Regions from separate parts of the Sus scrofa genome. Here region 2 is linked to region 1. Evidence: chromatin contacts called from public Hi-C data. All regions are on one chromosome and are shown on one strand. Each heading gives the region's core, a stretch centred on a gene start, on an enhancer-like site or on the middle of the called end of the contact. The rest is flanking DNA. Distances are from core to core; before and after follow the strand shown. Region 1 overlaps SUSD1 (sushi domain-containing protein 1). Region 2 overlaps HSDL2 (hydroxysteroid dehydrogenase like 2).

The links. Hi-C and Micro-C count contacts between places; a contact is called where the count stands out from the background.
Region 2: a contact with region 1 is called in a Hi-C map of liver, with 5 times the contacts expected there. The contact joins two enhancer-like sites. A contact is called at or near these places in 1 of 47 Hi-C or Micro-C datasets (liver) and 1 of 2 datasets of contacts at active chromatin or transcription factors (alveolar macrophages).

What each region holds. Positions count from the first base shown.
Region 1 is chr1:252,902,112-252,908,417 of Sscrofa11.1, forward strand. The region is part of intron 6 of SUSD1 (sushi domain-containing protein 1); the gene reads right to left. Among named protein-coding and RNA genes, the nearest start is that of SUSD1, 51 kb to the right of the region's middle. Within about 2 kb of position 4,325, at least 25 of the 83 cell types and tissues checked have an H3K27ac peak or open chromatin away from gene starts, as enhancers often do. A contact at or near this core is called in liver, where this site is marked.
Region 2 is chr1:253,142,892-253,149,465 of Sscrofa11.1, forward strand. HSDL2 (hydroxysteroid dehydrogenase like 2) reads left to right here. Exons shown (of 11, transcript NM_001197021.2): 5 at 4,137-4,240; 6 at 5,874-5,972. Among named protein-coding and RNA genes, the nearest start is that of HSDL2, 22 kb to the left of the region's middle. Within about 2 kb of position 2,835, at least 9 of the 83 cell types and tissues checked have an H3K27ac peak or open chromatin away from gene starts, as enhancers often do. A contact at or near this core is called in liver, where this site is marked.

The DNA.
Region 1 (6,306 bases), core at 3,075-5,574:
TAGAACGCCCTACATCTGAGTTCATCTATCCAGGTGAAAAAACAGTCTCAAAGGTCATCCGTGTATGGATGGCGGCTGAAGCCCTGGGGGCAGGTGGAACCCCCAGGTAGGACGTGGAGGCCGAGCGGCAGGAGGGCAGGGCTCTGGGACACACGGAAACCCAGGGGAAAGAAGAAGAGAAAGAGGAAGGATGTTGGCTGGGAGAGCATGACGCCTCGGGAGTCAGGGGAGTAGATGAGCTGAAGGGGTGTCTGCTTCCTCCAAAGTGATCGCCCCTCCTTCCCTCCAACCCCCCTCCCCAGCCTCCTCACCCCACCCAAGACGGGCCTGGAGAACATTCGGCCCTGGGGGCTCAGACGCTCTCTCCCCCCTCAGATGCTCTTCCTGCCCCGTGGAGGGCAGCGGGTGCCATGATTACATCTGAGGCCTGACTCTGGATGGAGGGAGGCAGAGCAGGTCTCTGGCCTGTCCAGCTGCAGGACGCTTAGGACTCTCTCGCTTTAAATGAAGGAGGCCCCCACAGCATCCAAGTGAACTCTGCAGTGAACTTTGGGACTTTGCGAACCGAAGCCTCTGTAGGTAGTAAAGTACCTATTTTTTAGGGCTGCACCTGCAGCATATGGAAGTTTTCAGGCTAGGGGTCAAATTGGAGCTGCAGGTGCAGGCCTAGGCCACAGCCACAGCAACGTGGGATACGAGCCCCCATCTTTGACCCACACCACAGCTCACGGCAACACCGATCCTTAATCCACGGAGCAAGGCCAGGGATCGAACCCACATCCTCATGGATACTAGTCCGGTTCACTACCACTAAGCCACAACAGGAACTCCGATAATACAGTGCCTTTGCTTTGCTTTAGCATCTGAATATGGTGCATGCGTGTGTATGTGTGTGTGTGTGTGTGTGTGTGTGTGAGAGAGAGAGAGAGAGAGAGCATGCGCACATGCGTGTGTGAGTGTATAAATGTACATGCATATATATAAAGCTATGTATCTTAGTAGTCTATTAGCATCCAGTATTTCTCTGTGGTGCACATCACAGTGATAATTAAACAGTTTTGTAATTAGTTATTTAATGTCTACCTGCCCTGAATGTAAGCTCTAGGACTTCAAAGACCAGGTGTGTTTCCCCACCCCCAGAAATTAATGCAGTTGGTTAGACATAGATATTCTTCAAATATCTAATCATTTGGTTGACTGATTGGATAGATGGATGAATATAAAAATAGAGGATCGACAATGCTAAATGCTGTGGGAAGGTTAAGAGGATTGACCCAAGAATATGAATTTGACAGTTGGGAGGTCATCAGTGACCTTGGCGAGAGAGCGATAGAGAAGGTGGGTGTTGGATGCCTGATGCTCTTTCAGGAGGCTGAGAAGGGGGTGGGGGGGACAGAGACAGTGAGCACACGTTGCTCTCTCAAATGTCCCACTGTGGGCTCCGCTTAGTCTGGCATATACTCTTAGTTTCCCATTGCATACCCATTTTCTTTATTTCTGAAAACAGTAAAAGGTCCTACAGAATAAATTCAGGAGACCCTCGGAGAATGTCAAGCTCAGTGTCACTTCTAGTCAAAAACAGGAGTTCCCGTTGCGGCGCAGTGATTAACAAATTCGACTAGGAACCATGAGGTTGCCGGTTCGGTCCCTGCCCTTGCTCAGTGGGTTAAGGATCCGGCGTTGCCGTGAGCTGTGGTGTAGGTTGCAGAAGCGGATCAGATTCCGAGTTGCTGTGGCTCTGGTGTAGGCCAGTGACTACAGCTCCGATTCGACCCCTAGCCTGGGAACCTCCATATGCCGTGGGAGTGGCCCAAGAAATAGCACAAAAAAAAAAAAAAAAAAAAAAAAAAACAGTAGCTGATTTCAAAAGGGATATGACCGATCTTCTAATATGACTCGTAAACCACCTCTGAAGGCACTTCTCAAACAGATTACAAAACCGACACACGTTGATAACAGCAGCATCACTGAAGTAAGGGTTTGGCTTCCCAAGGTGACAACTTTGAATAAATGCATGTTGAGCCATAAGAGTTCTGCTATGTTTCTTTTCTTGTTTTTACGGCTTTAGGATCACATAAAATAGCATGGCTTAGAGTAGTGCTTTCCTAAAATGCACTGTACACTTTAAGGTGATTTTTGGTGGCACATGAATACATTTTTATATGTTCAATTTGTGTTGATTTTTGTGTGTATTTGAAAAAAAAAACTAGGCGTTCCTCAAATTCATGATATCGCATACATTAGAAAGTTGTCCTTTATCAACAAATTTAAATTATAAATTTAAGTTTTAAATATACGTTGTTTTCAGGTCAGAATGGCCATCATTAAAAAGTCTACAAATAACAAATGCTGAAGAGGATGTGGAGAAAGGGAACCCTCTCACACTGTTGGTGGGAATGTAAATTGGTGCATCCACTATGAAAAACAATGTAGAGGTACCTCGAAAAACTAAAAATAGAGCTGCCATAAGATTCAGCAACACCACTCCCAGGCATATATCTGAACGAAACTAATCTGAAAAGATACATGCACTCCTACATCCACAGCAGCACTACATACAATAGCCAAGACATGGAAGCAACCTAAATGTCCATCACAGAGGAATGGATGAAAAGGATGTGGCACATGAATACACAATGGAATATTACTCAACCATAAAAAGAATGTTTTAAAAAGGAGTTCCCATGGTGGCTAAGCAGTAACGAATCCAACTAGTATCCATGAAGATGCAGGTTCAATCCCTGACCTCGACCAGTGGGTTAAGGATCTGGCATTGCCAGCAGCTGTGGTATAGGTCACCAAAACGCCTCAGATCCTGAGTTGCTATGGCTGTGGCTAGGCTGGCAGCTACCGCTCCGATTCAACCCCTAGCCTGGGAACTTTCCCTATGCTGCAGGTGCAGCCCTAGAAAAAAAAAAAAAAAAAAAGAATGAAATAATGCCATTTGCAGCAACATGGATGGACCTAGAGATTATCATACTAAGTGAAGTAAGTCAGAAAGAGACAGACAAATACCATATGATATCACATATATGTGGGATCTAAAATATGATACAAATAACTTATTTCCAAAAAAGAAAGAGATTCACAGACATAGAAAACAAACTTACAGTTACCAAAATGGAAAGGAGGCAGAGAAGGGATAAGTTGGGAGTCTGGGGTTAGTAAATACAAAATACTACACATAAAATAGATAAACAACAAGGTCCTACTGTATAGCACAGGGAATTATATTCAATATCCTGTAATAAACCATAATCAAAAAGAATATGGAGTTCCTGTCGTGGCTCGAGTTGCTGTGACTGTGGTGTAGGCTGGCAATTCGACCCCTCTCCTGGGAACCCCCATGTGCCGTGAGTATGGCCCTAAAAAGACAAAAGAAAAGAAAAGAAAAAATATGAAAAAGAATATATATATATTCATACACATGTGAATGTATATATATATATATATGTATGTATAACTGAATCACTTTGCTGTACGCCAGAAACTAATACAACATATAAATCAACTATACTTTAATTTTTTTAAATGTTCTTAAATAAAGTTGTTTTAAGAAACTTATAAAATAAATAACTTTTTTGTTCTGGCAAACATTACCCGGGTGTTCTACAAATAATTCAAGCTCGGGGAACTCTGGTAAGCAAGAGATGGCAGGCTTGCCAGGCTTAAAGACCTGAATTCAAATTCTGGCTCTGCCGTTTGCCAGTTGCTCAATGACTCTGTGAAAGTTGCTTAACTTTTATGAGTCTCAGATTACTCAGCTCTGAAATGAAAATGACAGTAAGTACTTCACAGGGTTTTTCTGAGGACAAAGTGAAATCAAGCATCAAGCCTCTTAGCTGAGCCGTGGGCGTTTCAGTCAGTACCTGATCAATGGCAGCTATAATGCTTGACGTCTAAACATTATACACATATTCAAACAAATCCCAGCCATGTGGCTATTTGCATAAATGTGGGCATTTATTCTGGCTGACCTTTCTCTTCTATCTGAAATAGGTTTCGCTGCAAGTGATCACCCACTGAGCTGAAGAGGAAGATCAACAAGAAAAAAACCCAGAAGGGACAAAAGCTACCAGGAGATCTGGAGGCATTTGGACTCTGTGCCTGAGCCGGGTGAGGGGGCTCAGAAAGGATCCCAGCCGTCAAACAGTCTGTGTTTCAATACAGACGAGGTTCTTCTCAGAGCCTGCAGTGAGTGAGCGTCGACTTCATAATTATTAACTCAGATTCTAAACACAAAAAGCCAAATGACCTGTGCAGAATGAAAGCCAGGGACAGTCTTATCAAGAATGAATCAGTCTCTTTGATCTTGAGGTGAACCGACTCACTGAACATCAAGCTTCCACCTGGGGTTTTTCCAGACACTCAAGTAATTGCCTAATTCTTAGCTGTCTGGAGTTTCCAGTCTAAACCAGCCTTAAAAAAAAAAAAAAAAAAAAAAAAAAAAAAAAAAAAAAAACACCTTGCTGGAGTTCATACTCCATTAAAAACATATACATACCTGTGATACGAGGCCAAAGAAATTGGGACTCCAAAAATATTTTTAACTAAAAAACCCCATGTAACAAGAAGATAAATCATTTCACCCAATTTGGAACTCAACACTCAAGTAGTAAAAGGGGGTAGACAGAAGGAAAACAGAGGACTGGGGTAAAAGGCATTCAGAAGTTAGGCAGGACAGTAGAAGGCGGAGTTCCCATTGTGGCGTGGCAGAAACCCAAATCCAGCTAGGAACCATGAGGTTGCGCGTTCGATCCCTGACCTCGCTCAGTGGGTTAAGGATCCGGCGTTGCCCTGAGCTGTGGTGTAGGTCACAGACACGGCTCAGATCTGGCATTACTGTGGCTGTGGTGGGGGCCGGCAGCTGTAGCTCCTATTCGACCCCTAGCCTGGGAACCTCCGTATGCAGCGGGTGCAGCCCAAGAAAAGACAGACAGACAGTCAGACAGACAGACAGAAAGAAAGAAGAAAATGGGGGGAAAACCCAGAAGTGAACACTGAGGAACATAAATATAAAATGCGCAGAGAGCTGGAGAGAAAGAGAACTATGAAGAAATGGGTGAAAAACAGAAAAAAGAAGGAAGAGGCAGCTGAGCAAGAGCCCTGGTAATCCGCCTCTCTCACTACAGTTCCAGAAGCCTCTCCTACCTACCCACCCAACAATCGGATCATGTGCACTGTGCCATGAATTAATCAGCATGTAAATCACCTTCTTTAACGGCGGAAATTGAATTTAGCTGCCAATCTTGATTGAGGGCATAGAGGCCTCGTCACAGAAAGATCACAGCTCTCAAGGAGAATGCCTTTTTTCTCCTTAAATCAAAGCTTGCATAAGCCCGTGGAAACAGCTGCAGCTGGAGCCACAGACGTTGTGAAAGGTGGCAGGCGGAGGTCGGTAATTATAATTAGCGGTTACATAACATGTTTGTTCTTCAAAGTGCTCTACAAGCATCAGCTAATTAATAGCTTACTCTGCCCCATGCAGATCCCCTGGTTGTTCACGGAGTGACGGACTAATCCTGGTACCCCCATCGTTCTGAATGATGAAGGCACAGCAGCTTGAGCCATGAAGCAAATGCCTGAGGGTTCAGAAGCGATGCCCTGCTCTCCCACCAAATGTTGAATTCAGCAACCCATGAGGCAGCTGCCTCACTTCCTCCAAATACCTCTCAGAGGCGCAAGAACAGTTTGATCCACTATCCGTCTGGTTCAAAATGGCACTGGCTCTTCTCCATTTCCCCCATTATAAAGACTGGGACTTGGGCATCCTTCCGGTTAGTTACGGGTTTGCCCTTGCTTCTCTATGCAAGTTGGACAAGTCATTCTCTGTGCAAGTTGGACAAGTCAATGGACCTAAGAGATAGTCAAACTGGATCTCACTCCAGGTCCAGAAGCCTCTCCTACTACCCACCCAGCAATCGGGTCACGTGCACTGCACTATGTCCACACTTTGTTTCTATGATTGCAATCTCTCGCCTACATCCTGTTGCCTTTGTGGTGGAGATAACTGAATGTGGGAAGAGCTTGGCACAGACAGCAGCTGAGCTGAGTCTGTCATCCACTCCAGAGATGCTTTACCCCGGGACTTCACAGGTTCATAAATACCTTGAATTTGTAAAATATTACACGTATGTGTGCATGTGCCTTTCTTTGCAGAAAAGTCTCTTGAGCCCATTGCCCCGTAAATTCCAAGAAGGTAGTGTCCGGTGAAGTACCTCATACACAGCATATGCTGAATAAATATCTATTGATGAAATGGATAGATTTCATCAAATTCCTACCCCCCAAATGGCCATGAACCAT
Region 2 (6,574 bases), core at 1,585-4,084, 240 kb after region 1:
GCTGTGGCTCTGGCGTAGGCTGGCAGCTACAGCTCCGATTAGACCCCTAGCCTGGGAACCTCCATATGCCGCTGGAGCGGCCCAAGAAATAGCACAAAAAAAAAAAAAATAAATAAATAAAAATATAAACCTAACCAGGGATAGTATTGCTTAGCAGGTTGAATTAAAACTTAGAAGGTCTTGATGTCTGAAAACATTTATTTGTGGCAGTGTCTATTGTTGATGACAAAGTCACAAATATAAATATTCTACCCACCTAGTTATATTTATTTATGATGTCAGGAGAATTTTGACGTGATTAAAGTTTTTTAGACGGGATACTTATGACATGAACATCAGGAAATGATTTGTTAAGTACTGAGAAATGTCTTAGAAAGTTTAATGTGAATTTGTCTAATGTAGTGATCATAGCTGTAGACAGTGTTGCTGTGATGGACAGTGTTAACTTTAAACTTATTACAATCTGGAGTTCCTCCTGTGGCACAACAGAGTTGGCAGTGTTTGATCCCTGGCCTGGCACAGAGGGTTTAAGGATCCAGCGTTGCCACAGCTGCTGCATGGATTGCAGCTGTGGCTCAGATCTGATCCCTGGCCAGGGACCTCCGTAGGCTGTGGGGTGCCAAAAGACAAAAACAAAAACAGACTTATTAAAGTATAAACTAATGTAGAAGTGTTTCACAGAAATGCAGAAATTAAGTTTGTTCATTGTATTGTTCACTTAGAATTGCTCTTGTTAAAAACGTGTTATGAATTCTAAGAACTAAATACACCTCCATGGTTTGAACCACAGACAGTTCAGTGCTTTTACTCATGTTGAGTACAGATGTGGTGATTCTTTGACAAGGCTGTGTAGTCAGTGTATTGTTGAACAGATTTTGTTTTTCATTAGAAAGAAATCAGTTCTTTTTTGCCACCTGGGAGAAAATTCTCACCCCGGTTCCCAAGTAAAGGTTAGGACTAAGACTTGCTTTTTTAGCTGACATTATGACTTATGGAAACAAATATATGGCTCTTTTTATTGTATTGTGTTTTTTTTTTGCTTTTTTAGGGCCACACCTGCGGCATATGGAAGTTCCCAGGCTAGGGGTCAAATCGGAGCTGCTGCTGCTGGCCTACACCACAGCCACAGCAACGCCGGATTCCTGACCCACTGAGTGAGACCAGGGATCAAACCCGTATCCTCATCAATACTAGTCGGGTTCGTTTCCACTGCACCACAACAGAAACGCCACAAATGTATGATTCTCATTGCTCCTTTCTTGTGAAATTATGTCTTTGGAAAACCCATTTGGCAAGAACAGTTTGGCCTCTTTCCTATACTCAGGTCATTTCCTAGAAATGAAAAAGATGGCCTATACTATACTCCTATTCGTAGATTTGAAGGTTCAGTTAAAAATAAAACAAACACAAGTCCTGAAGTCCTCTTGTGGCACCCCAGGTTAAGGATTCTGCATTATCACTGCAGCAGCTCAGGTCACTGCTGTGGCTTGGGTTTGGCCCAGGAACTTCCACATGTCGTGGGTGCGGCCAAAAAAAAAAAAATCCTGATGTAGAAAAGTGAACTAACCTTTTTAAATTGCCTTTATCAGTGAGTACTACTGTAGTTGAATGCTACTGCAGTATCAGCTGCGTAGTTGAAGAACTACAAGTGGAATATATAAGCTATATGGTGCTAAGCTACTAAAAACTGAATATGAGTCCATTGGAGTAATGTCTATAAGTGTCTCAGGAATAGATGCCCTAAAAGAAAACTGTTTTTCAAAGGAAAGATTCTATTCACTGTTGAATGTGCCTACATTTATTAACGGCTATTTTTAAATAAAAATATATATTGTCCCCAATTAAGGGCCTCCTATTGCAACGCCAAATGAAAGACCTGACTTTGACCTTTGGACCAAAAAAGGCTGTCAGATTTTTGGCCTTCTATGAAAGGCATAAGTTATAAAAGAGAAACTCAGAGTGAAATATTTCCATTTAAATTTGTTTTGGTTTTTTGTCTGGTGACACTCATTTCATTCATAGAAGGTAAGTATAGATTGTTTTCTCAGGGAAGCCTGAGAAGCATTCTCAGGGAGGGAGTAGGAGAAAGTCCAAAGAACTGACCTATTTGGAGGATTCTGCAAGGATCTGGTGCTCTTTCCTGATCCCTGGTGCCCAGGGCTGTGTGGTCTGTGACTTGTATTTTAGTGATTTAGAGAAACAAGTTTGGAAGACGGAGAAGCTAGGAGGCAGATCCTTATATTTCTAAGTTTTAATTAAATATATAATCTCTAGTATTATATGTGTTTGTGTCATGTTAAATACTTGTAGAAATTCAGTAATGTTCGATTGTATTTCTGAACAGTTGATCTTTCCTGTACCCAGTTCACTTTATTCATTAACTCGGATGCCCTATAGACCTTTGAGCTTACAACCCTGGTTAAGTAAAATAATTCATGTGAAAGTAGTAACTAGTAAGTGCAATGCCTAGCACACAGTAAGTTTCCAATAAACTTAACTATCTTATTAGGCTCAAAGTATTAGTATCTAAGCGTGGCGCTAAGAGTTTTCAATATACCGTATAAGATAGGGTATGTCGCCATGAGAAATGTACCTGATTAGGATTAGTAATGCTGAGGGCCAGACGAACAAAGTGCAGGTGGAGAGGTTTTGTGTCATAGATCAAAAGAGAAGCTCATGTTTATAATGTAAATTAAATGAACCCTCTCCTTTGAGTATGAAATATGATCTTACTGCTTGGAGTAGGCTGTTTGTTTCCTATTGATGCTTTGAGGTACAGCTTCACTGTGGATTGAATATTAGCTGTGCGATTGTTGGCCCCTCCCCACCTCACCCCCATAAGTGCAAAGTGCCTTTGGAATGGAAAAACCAATATGTACAAAAACTCTTCGGTGGTATTGATTGTATTTGGTTTATATTTTTGGCCATGGTGTCAGTGGCTTGGTGTGGGCTCTCAGTTCCCAGACCAGGGATTGAACCCAGGCTGCAGTGGTAAAAGTGCTGAGTCCTAACCACTAGTCCACCTGAGAACTCGCAGGTTGTTGAAGTTATTGAATGTGAAATAAAACTAAAAACTGTAAAATTATTAAGCTACAATGCATGATTAAAATATATGTTATAGCTTAGTAATGAAACATTTAAAAATATTGAAACTGAGTCTTTTTTTTTTCCTTTTTTTGGCTGCCCTGCTGCATATAGAGTTCCCGGGCCAGGGGGCCGGGGATCAGATCCTAGCTGCAGTTGTGACCTATGACACAGCTGTGGAAACACAAGATCCTTTAACCCATTGTGCTGGACTGAGGATTGAACCTGCATCCCAGTGCTGCAGAAACGCTGCTGTCACTGTTGTGCCATAACGGAAACTCCTTTTTTTCTTTCTTTTTTTTTTTAATTTGGTTGCACCTGTAGCACTTGGGAACTCTGTGGACCTGAGCCTTTTGTAAAATAAATTACCTACCTTTTTGAATGGGTTTTAAAAATATATAAAAACTAAATATTGCTCCCAAAGGCATATTATATTAGATATCAGTATAAATTAAATCTGGCAATGCATTGGGAGTTATGTTATTAAATTACAGTTCCAGTGTGTGGTAGGAATACCACACCTACTAAGATGAAAAAACAAGAAAACGTAATACTAATAATTGCAGGGTTTTTTTCATGCTTAAGATATGCGTTGTTGTATCATATTTTTCACCTAATTTGAATCCCTTGGTCAATCTTCGATGGTAGCAAATATTACCAACAATGACAAATGAGAAAACCAAGAGTTAGGATACTGTATATTTTGCCCAACATCACAGAGTGAAGGGCAGAAGAAGGCTTGAACCCAGGCCTGTCTGACTTGGAAGGATGTGTAGTTGAGGAGAGCCTTAGTTAGATTTAGGGCCAAGGATTGGATTACTTTCATCAAGCAGATCATATTGTCAGGCCATTAAGCAAAGCTTCAAAGGATGAATATGAGTTGCTTTTCCTATCTTTAATCCAGAAACGTGAAAAAAACAAAACAAAAAAGTACGCTGTAGATTACTGAGCAAGTTTAGTTTCTCTGCAGAAGTAGTTTAAAATATAACTTAGAAAAGTGATGAAGCTGTTAGAAGGCTATTAACTTGACTGGTGTTTTCTTTTGCTTTCAGATCCAAAGCATGTATTCCTTATTTGAAAAAGAGTCGAATTGCTCATATCCTCAATCTCAGCCCACCCCTGAACCTAAACCCACTGTGGTTCAAACAGCACTGTGGTAGGTGCAGGGTGAGGGGGTGGCTTGTTTCGTCAGTTTGTTTTGTATTAAAATCGGTATATCTATGGTGTAATCACAGTTTGTACATAGCATTCAACATTAAATTTTCTATGCAGAACCTATAGCATTTTGGAAAGTAGGTCATAAATCTTCTATTTGTAATTTTTAAAGTCAAGATACAATTTACATTAAAGAAAATGTACAGATTGTTATGCATCTGTTTAATGAGTTTTGACAAATGTATACACTTGTATAACCAATATTCGGATGAAGATATGAATATCCACCATCCTAGAAAGCTCCCTCAAGTCCCGGTGGGTATGTTTTATTATATGTAACTTACTCTTCAATAAAGTTGTAAAACTACCCATGAAATACATTACCTTTTATAAAAAATTAATGATTTAAGGTGAGTATGCTAAGTAACAAGATTTATGTATAGGTGCCTCCTTTTTAAAAATTTTTTTTAGTTTTTTGCTTTTTAGGCAAATAAATCTCATTTTCCTGGAAGGGCAGTAATGTTGGGAGATCACTTCTGGTGCTAGCAGGCATAAAAAGAGAGCCACTCTACACACTCTAGAAGAGAGTTTTTTTTTTTTTTTTTTTTGTCTTGTCTTTTCAGGGCCATACCCGCGGCATATGGATGTTCCCAGGCTAGGGGTCTAATCGGAGCTACAACTGCCGGCCTACACCACAGCCACAGCAATGCAAGACCTGAGCCTCGTCTTCGACCTATGCCACAGCTCACGGCAACCGCCAACACTGGATCCTTAACCCACTGAGCGAGGCCAGGGATCGAACTTGCAACCTCATGATTCCTAGTCAGATTCGTTTCTGCTGTGCCACGATGGGAACTCCATAGGTGCCTCCTTTGAAATAATTGTATCAGTTACTTAGTCCTTATTTCAACATAATTCAATCAAATAAGGAAAGGAAGGCAGTTGAAGTAGGAGCCCTTAGAACAAGATTAAAACAAGTCCTATGTTAATTGAATTTGCAACTTTTCATGTTTTACTTGCAGCAGTTTTCCTTTAAATGACCACTTTTATTTTTTAAAAAAGAAAAGTTAGCAGATGTAAGCTATTATACATGGAGAGGGTAAAACAAGGTCCTACTGTATAGCACAGAGAACTATATTCACTGTCCTCTGATAAACCATAATGGAAAAGAATATTTAAAAAAAAAAGAATGTGTGTTTGTGTGTATGTAACTGAATCACTTTGCCATTCAGCAGAAATTAACACATTGTAAATCAACTGTACTTCAATTAGAAATTTAAAAAGAAAAGAAAAAATATGAAGAAACAATAAAATAATTATTCCGGTAATGTTAAGAAAATGAAAGTTTACTATTGTCTCTTTTCTTTTAATCAAGTATTAGGATAGGAATATGTGAAACTAATTCATCCTTGATATATGTAAAACTGTTTCCATAAGACTACAGTTATTTCTATAAAACTGTCCTTTTAAAAATAGTACATTAAAAGTATGTTTTGCATTATTATATTATTAACTAACTCTGGAAAATGTATCAAGGAGGAAATAGTAATAGGAGGAAATAGTAATAGGAATAAATTGGTAGTTTATACTCACAAATTCATTTGTTTCTTAATTAAATTCTTGGTTTCTTTCAGCTTACACCATTGCTAAGTATGGTATGTCTATGTGTGTGCTCGGGATGGCGGAAGAGTTTAAAGGAGAAATTGCAGTCAATGCATTGTGGCCGAAAACTGGTGTGTACTTATAACCTATTTAGTGGATTCTTATTTATTGTCTTTGACACTCTTGAGATGCATTTTGTGGGTGGGTTGGGGTGAGAGTGAATATACTGTCAAAGATAGCCTCGCTCTGTCTGGTGGGAGACTGGTTCAACCTTTTATTGTACAAAGAAGGCTCTTTTCAGTCAGTCTTCTAGTTTTGACTTGATCTACATGACTACGTCATTGCTATTCTAGAAACACTCAACACCGGAACACTTGAAGAGTTTCATTGAAGCCAACAGGAAGCCATCCGCACTTCCTCAATTTTTTCTCCATCCTTGTCTTTGTTGTCTTACAGGATACTGCACGGTCTTTTCGTTCTCTCCTCACATATCCCAGCAATCATTTCTTTACTTTCTTGTTTTCTTTCTACTTTGTCTTTTTCCTTTATGAAAAGCTGATTTTTCTCTACCTCCACATGAGTTCTGAGTTCAGAGTGCCTAGATCCTCATCCCCTTCAGGTGACAGAATAACCTGCTAATGGCTGGGCTTTGCATGCAGCTTTAGAGTTAAATATATGATGGAAGCGGATGGCTTGCAGGCTAGGGAATGTGTTGTATAAACATGAGGAAGAG